Linked DNA regions of Mus musculus: region 1 is linked to region 2. The links are chromatin contacts, called in public HiChIP or PLAC-seq maps. All regions are on one chromosome and are shown on one strand. Each heading gives the region's core, a stretch centred on a gene start, on an enhancer-like site or on the middle of the called end of the contact. The rest is flanking DNA. Distances are from core to core; before and after follow the strand shown.

Region 1 (4,355 bases), core at 1,111-3,610, 550 kb after region 2:
TGTCTCCAACAATGCGCCTCACTGAGCTCCCAGCCTCTATGGCTCCTCCTCTTGAGTTCCTCTGATTCTCCGACTATAGAGCTGATGCCTTTTTCTCAGGGAAGGGCTCCTGTGACTGTCACGTCACTTAACTTTCTTCTGTTTTAGTTTGCTCCCCATATTTATTACTTCAACTTTTTACATCTACGTGGCTGCCTGTCCATTGTCATCTCCCTGCTCCAGAAGGTGAGACCCTTGAGAACTGAAGGCTCATATGCCTTCCCAGGTTTCCTCTCCACACCTCTCATACTGACCAACTCCCATGCGTGCAATCACCTACAGCAACCTATTCACACCTGGCTTCCAGCAGCCACAGAAATTTTGTGCATCGCCCCCCTCCTCTGACTGCATCCCTTCCGTGATTTCCCCACAGCTCTGCCAATAAGCCCGGCTTCTTGATATCCTTGAGGCTTATAATATCCTCCTTCCCAGACCTTTTTGTTCTCTGCTGACTTTGATTAGTGATGCTTCCCACTTGCTCCACTGGGTCTGGCCTGTGATTAGGCCACGGCTAACCAGAAACAAAAGTCTGGAATTCCGATGACTAGCCAGAAATGACACTACAGAGCCCAGAGGGCCATGAAGAGGATAGTCTGAATACTGAGCAAGCAGTCCCTGAGCCTTCGTGGATGAGGGACAAGCCTGTGTCCTAAGCTCTAGAGAGACAGGGCCATTTCTGTCTTCTGCTTGATTTCATGGTGAAAGCAGGCTGGGCTCTGATTTAAGGGCTTGTCAGTAGTGACATCTGTGGAAGAAAGCAGAATAAGATGGAGCCCTAATTGGCATAGCAATAGTAGAGGAAGCAGAAAGCACTCGATTTTCCCTAGACTTAGAAGGAAGAAGGCCCTAAATCTCAGATGCTGTGACGAATAAACAAGATGCCTAGGAGAATGCCAGAGGCAGTGGGATGCTACAGAGAGCTAGGGTCTACAGGAAAGGAACAATATGGAGCAAGCACTGACTTCGTGATGGAGCTGGAATTTGAACCCTGCATTTTCTGCCTCCACACCCTTATTTGGATAAGACACAGTTGGTGGTCAGAGCACTGATACCCATGTTGTTCTCTAGAGTTTGACATGGGAGCTGGGGCAGCACTCAGACTTACTGATGGCTATCTAGTGCTGGGAACACCGTTTTAGACTATGTTACATTACCATCTCTTGAAAAGGTCTATGCTCCCCAGGGGGTTATCTATTACCAGTGGAAGCACAGAGCTGAGACCAAAATTCAGTATGTCTTACTTGGACTCATCCAATCACAGAATGTTCTAGGATCTCCAAACACTGTGAGTTGAGACTAAATCTCCTATCCCATGTGCCTACTCTCTTGAATATTTGATATCTACTAACTGTTCAAAACAATCTCAAATAATGTTCTTGTAAACTTGGATATAACAGAAGGAAAGCAATAGTTTAAGCAGACATAAAATCAAATGAGCTTGTTTTTAAAGTAAAATAAATTCAAGTCTTTCAAACACACTTTGATAAAATAGTTTTCTGATCGACCTCTCTAATCATTTCTAAGTTAATAATTTCTTCTCCAGACAAACTCACTCATCAGCCGATAAAGCATTCATTCTATCAGCCATCTGCCCATACATCATACACCTTGTGGCTACCTATTACTAGTTGCAAACACTAATCTTGGGTCTGAAGATCTAAGGCCTAACAGGGCAGGACTCTATCCACAAAGGAATTTATAGTCTAGTAGGAGATACTGAGAATAAATCAGCAAGTTGATTGTTATGGCAACACACCTTATGTGTAGTAAAGGATGGAGAAGGGGAAATGAGGAGAGCAAGAGAGGGAAAGATAGGAAAAGATTCACATAGCAGGGGAGGATACACCAGAGTGGAGAGTGAAACCATTTAAAAGCTGAGAACTAAGTGACGAAACACAGAAGGGGTCTAAATGGAATTCTCATACCAAGAATTTTCAAAGGATGTTTAGTCTGTGTTTCGGTGGAGACACAGATTTATCTGGATATAAAAATACACAAGGTGGCTAGTGCTTTGCCCAGACTGTTCTAATCCATGTCCTCGATCTGTGCTCTGCTCCTACTGTGCTGAGAGAGATCTTTGGTACCCTTAGGTCCATTTCTTCAAAGACTTCCTGGCCAGTAACTGCTCAGTTCCTGGTTCCTGAGACTCTTTTTCTAACCCCTTAGTCCATGTTCAGAGTTCTATTTTACTAAAGAAACTAACTTAAAGTCATTGTGGTGGTTTGAATGAAAATAGCTCCCAGTGATGCATATGGAGTGGCATTTTGGAGGTGTGGTCTTGTTGGAGGAAGTGTCACAGGGAGTGGCCTTTGAGGTCAAGCCTGGACCCATGACTCACCTTCTCTTCCTGCTGCTTTCAGATCCAGATGGAGAACTCTCGGCTCCTCTCAGCACCATGTCTGCCTACTTGAGGACAAACACTGATGTGTTCATGAGTCTTAAGTTATTTCTAGGTTCAAAGTTATCTGACAACAGAATTCACTTGGATGGTTACAAATCCATTGCTTATCAAAGTGTCTGCTTGTGAAGGGAGTTCTACAAAGTAAATTTATCAAATCGCAGCAATAACAAAGCTCTGATTTGTTTTTATTTAGCTTTAATTCTGTTGACCTTGTTCAATAGCAACATGAATCTGTGTTGGTTGGTCCTGAAAATGTCTAAGTTTATAAATATCTATAAAGATCATAAGGATTAGTCATTTATATTATGAGCTCAGCTTGAGTTAATATTCTTACCCACTTATGTCCTCCATTTAGGATCTTGATCTTTCTTTCCCTTTTTTTCTGATATTATTTTAAGTCCTGTTACAGTGTGATGGTTTCCTTTGCATCAGGCGTAGTGCCAGGAATTTTCTAGAAGGGATACGTAGCCTAAGTTTTAGTGGATAAATAGAAGCTATCTGAGTAGACCAGTTAGTACAAAAGAGGGCCAAAGCTTGGCTCAAACATCCCTAAATCTAAATCTCACACCCTTCCTCTGCCCTGGTTGTCTTGTTTTTAGAACTGACCTAGCTTATACCCTTAAGCTTGCCACTTCATGCACTTGCTGGTCACTGATGCTTCAACAGCTGGTTTCAGAGAGATAGACAGACAGACAGACCCAAGATCTTAAATGCCAATGCTATTCTGAGTAGAATTTATTGTCTCTTTTGTATTATTGCTTTCAAATGTAAAAATTATATTTTTGTTTATCATACACTTATCTTTTGAATTCACACGGCTTAGAGCAAATGTTGAGATAACTTTCAGTGCTTCAACTACGTTCTACCTGTCCTTTACCTCCAGTGTCCTTCGTGAATGTTTCGGTTTTTGGTTTGTTTGTGTCTTTTGCGTTAGCTACTGCTCCAAAGATCGTAAAGGGACAATGGCAGGATCTGATCTCAGGTTTTAATAGGAAGTGGCCTTAATGCTTTATTCTTCAAAATATCATCTGCTGTTTTGGGACCTAGCATTTGTTATTTTCCAGTGGCCTTCTTCTCATCCTTCCTCCGTACAGTGATCCACAATAGCTTTTGCATTTTACTGAATAGCCTTTCAGCTGCGATTGATATGCCTGGGATTGTTGATATAATAAAATATGTTGATAAAGTCTGTGATTCCGAAGTCCTTGTGCTACTGGAATGCATTTCATTTGCCGTATCATATAATTTAAAAAATGGATATCTGGACTCAGACATCTAATAGTTTATTTGAAATACTTCCTTTTATATCTGTAATTGGAGTCCATGTAATTTTCTCTTGTGTGCTATCTTCATGATACTTTAGGCAATGAATTAAAGACATATCATTTTTCCCCCTGTGGAATGGAATTATTTAAATAACGTAAGAATTACATGACGTCTCCGTTTAGATTGAAAGCAGCAGTAAAACCAGCTGAACCTGCCACCCTATCTGGATATGGTTACTGGAATACTCAGAACTTTCTTCTATTTGGGGTCAAATGGTGTATTTTATGTTTGATAACAAACTATTTCTCAAAGATTTTGAACATGTATTATCTTGGTTTGTGTGAGATGCCTTTTAATATGCATTCTTAAGCTTTTCTGTATTTGTAGATGATAATTTAGTGTTGGCATCTAGAGCCCTTCTCTCTTTCCCTCTCTGTCTCTCTGTCTCTGTCTCTGTCTCTCTCTCTCTTTCTCTCTCTCACACAGACACAGACACACACATTCAGTTTTACTAGTTATTATTCATTTCAAAGATGATGCTATTTCAAGTCCTGAATTTATTTTGCATCATATTACATGGATTATAAAATATATTGCAAAAACTAAGTGTCTGTGTCTTAAGATAAAGGCTAGTTTTTATCTCATGTAA
Region 2 (3,988 bases), core at 1,473-3,972:
TGGTTAATTCAATGCCTTTCACAAGTTATGCTAAAGTGACCTGGAGATGTCCCACATGAGCGCAAACTGTTCTTGAGTGGCAGAAAAAAACAAAACAAAAACAAAACACAAACTGGGTCTATTCAGATCTCTGTTCTCTTCTACCTGCCACCATTTGGTGCATTTTTAAAAATACTTTCTATGGCACATTTTATGTTATGGATGGATTGACTGTATGAATTACAAATGGTTTGTTATCAGCACCAAAAAGTCGCCTGTTCTGCTTTTTGGCTTGACAAGTGCTACTGGAAAGAAATGGTTGGGGTGGTTCTCATGAGTTGGTTTTCATTCTCAGTTATTGTGACATACACTGCAGTGAACACAGGGTGCCGATGCCTCTGCCACCCTGAGATAATTTCCATTAACTACAGAACCAAATGTAGAATTGTTGGGTCATAGAGTAGTTCTATTTATAATTCCTTGATGAACATACATACTGCCTTCCTTAATAGCTACAGTAACTAGTATTCCAATACATCAAATCCCACATTATATGCAATAAGTACATATAAATAATTCATCACATGCCGATTTATAAAAAACATTTAGTGGGGATCAATAATTTACTTCAATCGGCACAGCTAGTTAGAATATTAGTACTCTTTCATACCTGTGGCAACTTTATTATTTTGTATGTTCTTCCATGCAGTCTTGGGGAATTGTAAAGGCTGTCATTTGGCATTTAATCAAAACCAGTTGAGACTGGTAGCAGCACGTGGCTGTGGAATATTGACGTTCAAACATATGGGAGCATGATTCTCCATCCATCCCAATTATGCTCACAGGAAAAGATTAACACTAGAGGTTGCTCTCTCAGGACACACTCTTTAGATCAGAGCTAGCCATAGTCTATTCTGTCTATTCGGATATTCCAGTGTCTTCCTAGTTTCACCTCCTGATTTGGGGGGGGGTGTTATTCTTCTGCCTTCCACGTGGGTCATGGAAGACTATGTGTAAACAGCTAATGAAGCCAAAGGTTGAAGTATTGTTTCTTGGCCACTTTTTAGTGGCCTGGATTCTTGCATTGAGTGCTGAGTAAGCAAATCTCACACTGATTTAACATTGAAATGATTACTTTTAAACTCAGAACTAGTCTGAACTCAGCCTCCCTGTACATAATACTATATACCCTGTCGGATCTCTTATGATTGGAGTTGTACTTGTCTGTGATAAATCATATACAGTTAGTTTGAGAAGCTTTTTTAGGACATCAGGGATCATAACCAAACATTTAGGTTTTATCTTTCCAGTTGCAAGGTTATATCACATAAGTGTTATTAATGACTCACTGTGTGTGTGTGTGTGTGTGTATGTGTCACTGTATGCCAAGTAAATCTTACTTAAAGCCATTGAAAAATAAACATCTCACTTGAATTATTACTAAACCAATCCTTAGTCTTACTTCTGTTTTAGAAAGATCACCCCAACTTAGCCAGCACTAGGCTTTGACTAATTGCCAACATAGTAAATAGGACCATTTATATGTACAGCATCTGGGAGCCCAACCCATAGGATACTTTCCCACACAACAGATATGGTTTTGAATTCTGGCAAGGGCATCAGACAAGTTAGTCAGGAAGACTTCCAACTTGTAGAATTGTGGTAGGCACCTACCTTTGTTCTGGCTATGTGTATAACTTGCATGCATCAGCCCAGCCCTGGATTTAATATAAACAATCTAAATGAACTGGGATAGGATGCCGAGGTTGAGGTCATTTCCAGATCTGTAATCAGTGCACAGCAGAACCCTTTTGGACCCTCATTTATCTTTCAGTTAGTATAGTGGATCAGTCGATATTTGCAAAGAATTCTGGTCAGGGTCAAACGTCTTCAGGGATCCCTGAGGAGGGAGGAATAAATTACAGGGCCACAGTTACCCTTTCATATAATATCTAAAAGGCCATTATGTGCAAAGATTCTCTCTGAAATCTAATTCTTGCCCCAGCCAAGTCAATTTAGGAAAAGTGGACCTGTAGCAGCCAGCTCTGTAATGCTGCCCAAACAGATAAAAGCTTGTGGTTTTGTGTCTGGCCCAGACTGTGTTTGCTGCCTCTATAGAAACAGATGTTTTCCTGTGTGAAACAGCTACTTGTCCACTGACCAAGCTTGCACAAGCTGATAATGGACATGTATGTCTATAATGTTGGGAGGGGGTGGCTGTTACAATGAATCTTCAGCAAGCAGTGTCTAAGATGGTCTCTGATGATCTTTTCTGCCACGCACAAGCCACTTGTCAACACAGACTGGCGTAGTCATTTGCATCAAAATAAGAAAATATGGCAGAGACCAAAATTGGTTGTCTGCTCTGTAATTACTTGACACAGAACACTAACTTCCATATTAGTAACTGATTCTTTCCCAGCTGGCTATGGCCAAACAATTTTTGTCGTTGGAGAGGTCTCCATCACAAGGAACGGAGGACCACATTTAGCAGCTCTCTAGTAACTTGAGGCTCTCAGCTCAGCATCTGAAAGGGAATGAGATGCAAACAGTGACATCATGAATGAGCTCAAAAGTCTTTGTCTAGGTTAGACATCATGGGAGAATCACAGTATCAGAGGAAAAGTTGATTATAGCCATGTGGGAAGCCCTGGGTGGGGAGAGGGTCCAATTTAGCTGAACCCAGATTCCTAACTCATAAAAACCATAACCGCACAAATGAGTGTTTCTTTAGTCATCAAATGAGTCATTAGTTGTTTGGATGCAGTCTCCAGTTACAGCATGAGCACAAAGGACATGTATTCTGACTGTGTCCTCCACTCAGGTCTTATTTTTTTCTTCGACTTGGAAAATAAACACATTCCCTGAGAAGGTTGTGTTTTGGGGTAAATAGTACAAAATTGTTTCCTAGGTAAGGGTGGAAAAAAAGCATTATGGAATAACCCAGGTCAAGAGCTAAGGTTGGCCCCACCTGATGAAACCATTTAATGTGGCCTGCAACTGTGCATTTAAATTATACCTTTCAAACCAGATGGGATCAAACAAAGATAGGGTTTTGCCCCATGTGAGTTGAGGTATAGAATCTATAGGGAGAAGATAGACTGTGAGTTAAATGGGCAAGGTTAATTCACCATGGTAGTGAGCCACATGGAAAGACTGATACAAACAAGAGCTTTCAGTTCAACTGCAATGTAAGTTGGACCCTTCTGGGACATTGCACCCATTACTTGAGGTTTATAATTAAAAACATATATTTTACAGGATTAGCAATTTTGAAATGCCAGATGAACAGGGAGTAGTCAACTCAGAGGGAAAAATATTTAAAGTTAGTTTGTTTTGGAGAGAGTGGGCGATGAAGACTTTGTGAAGTGAGTTTAAAAAAAATCCAACCAACAGACAAAGATACCTAAGAAAACAAACTTCCCTTTCCAATTCTGTTGGTGTGAATAAGAAATGTCCTCTATAGGGTCTTGTGTTTGTACACTTGGTCCCTGGCTGCTGGAGATGTTTGGAGACGTTATAGAACCTTTAAGAAGTATCTATCTGGAAAAAGTATATCACTAGGGCTGGCTTTAAAGTTGTATAACCAGGCAGGCCTCACTTCTTGTAAGCTTCTTGTTGGCTTCCTGTATGTGCTAGGAATGTGATCAGCTAGGTTCCTGCTCCTGCTTTCATGCCTGCCTGGTGCCATGTCTCCTCCATCCTGATGGACTACACCTCCTATGTAACTATATAAGCTAAAATAAATCCCCTCTTCCCTAACTTGCATTTAGGTTAAGATAGTTTATCATAACAACAACAACAAAAATACTAACACACTATGTACATATATTCTGTGCTTGTCAATTCCCCGAAGAATCATATAATAGTATCAACCAGTTAGTATAAAAATAAATACAGCTTTCCAAAATAAAAGCATAAGTGTTTTGAAGAAGTCTTATTGCTCAGTATGGGTACATCAAAAGTCAGAAACACCAGTCACTCGCTTCATCTCCCATCCTTGGGTTAG

Evidence for each region. HiChIP or PLAC-seq counts read pairs in DNA pulled down with a chosen protein or histone mark.
Region 1: a FOXA1 HiChIP or PLAC-seq map of pancreatic cancer cells shows a contact between it and region 2. The contact joins two enhancer-like sites. A contact is called at or near these places in 5 of 39 promoter capture datasets (3T3-L1-derived adipocytes, liver, maxillary cranial neural crest and 1 more) and 2 of 115 datasets of contacts at active chromatin or transcription factors (embryonic fibroblasts and pancreatic cancer cells).

What each region holds. Positions count from the first base shown.
Region 1 is chr8:113,521,416-113,525,770 of GRCm38.p6, forward strand. The region is part of intron 1 of 4930571O06Rik (RIKEN cDNA 4930571O06 gene); the gene reads left to right. Among named protein-coding and RNA genes, the nearest start is that of Gm25766, 4.0 kb to the left of the region's middle. Within about 2 kb of position 2,361, at least 28 of the 459 cell types and tissues checked have an H3K27ac peak or open chromatin away from gene starts, as enhancers often do. A contact at or near this core is called in embryonic fibroblasts and pancreatic cancer cells, where this site is marked.
Region 2 is chr8:112,973,834-112,977,821 of GRCm38.p6, forward strand. No RefSeq gene overlaps it. Among named protein-coding and RNA genes, the nearest start is that of Gm45904, 54 kb to the left of the region's middle. Within about 2 kb of position 2,723, at least 14 of the 459 cell types and tissues checked have an H3K27ac peak or open chromatin away from gene starts, as enhancers often do. A contact at or near this core is called in embryonic fibroblasts and pancreatic cancer cells, where this site is marked.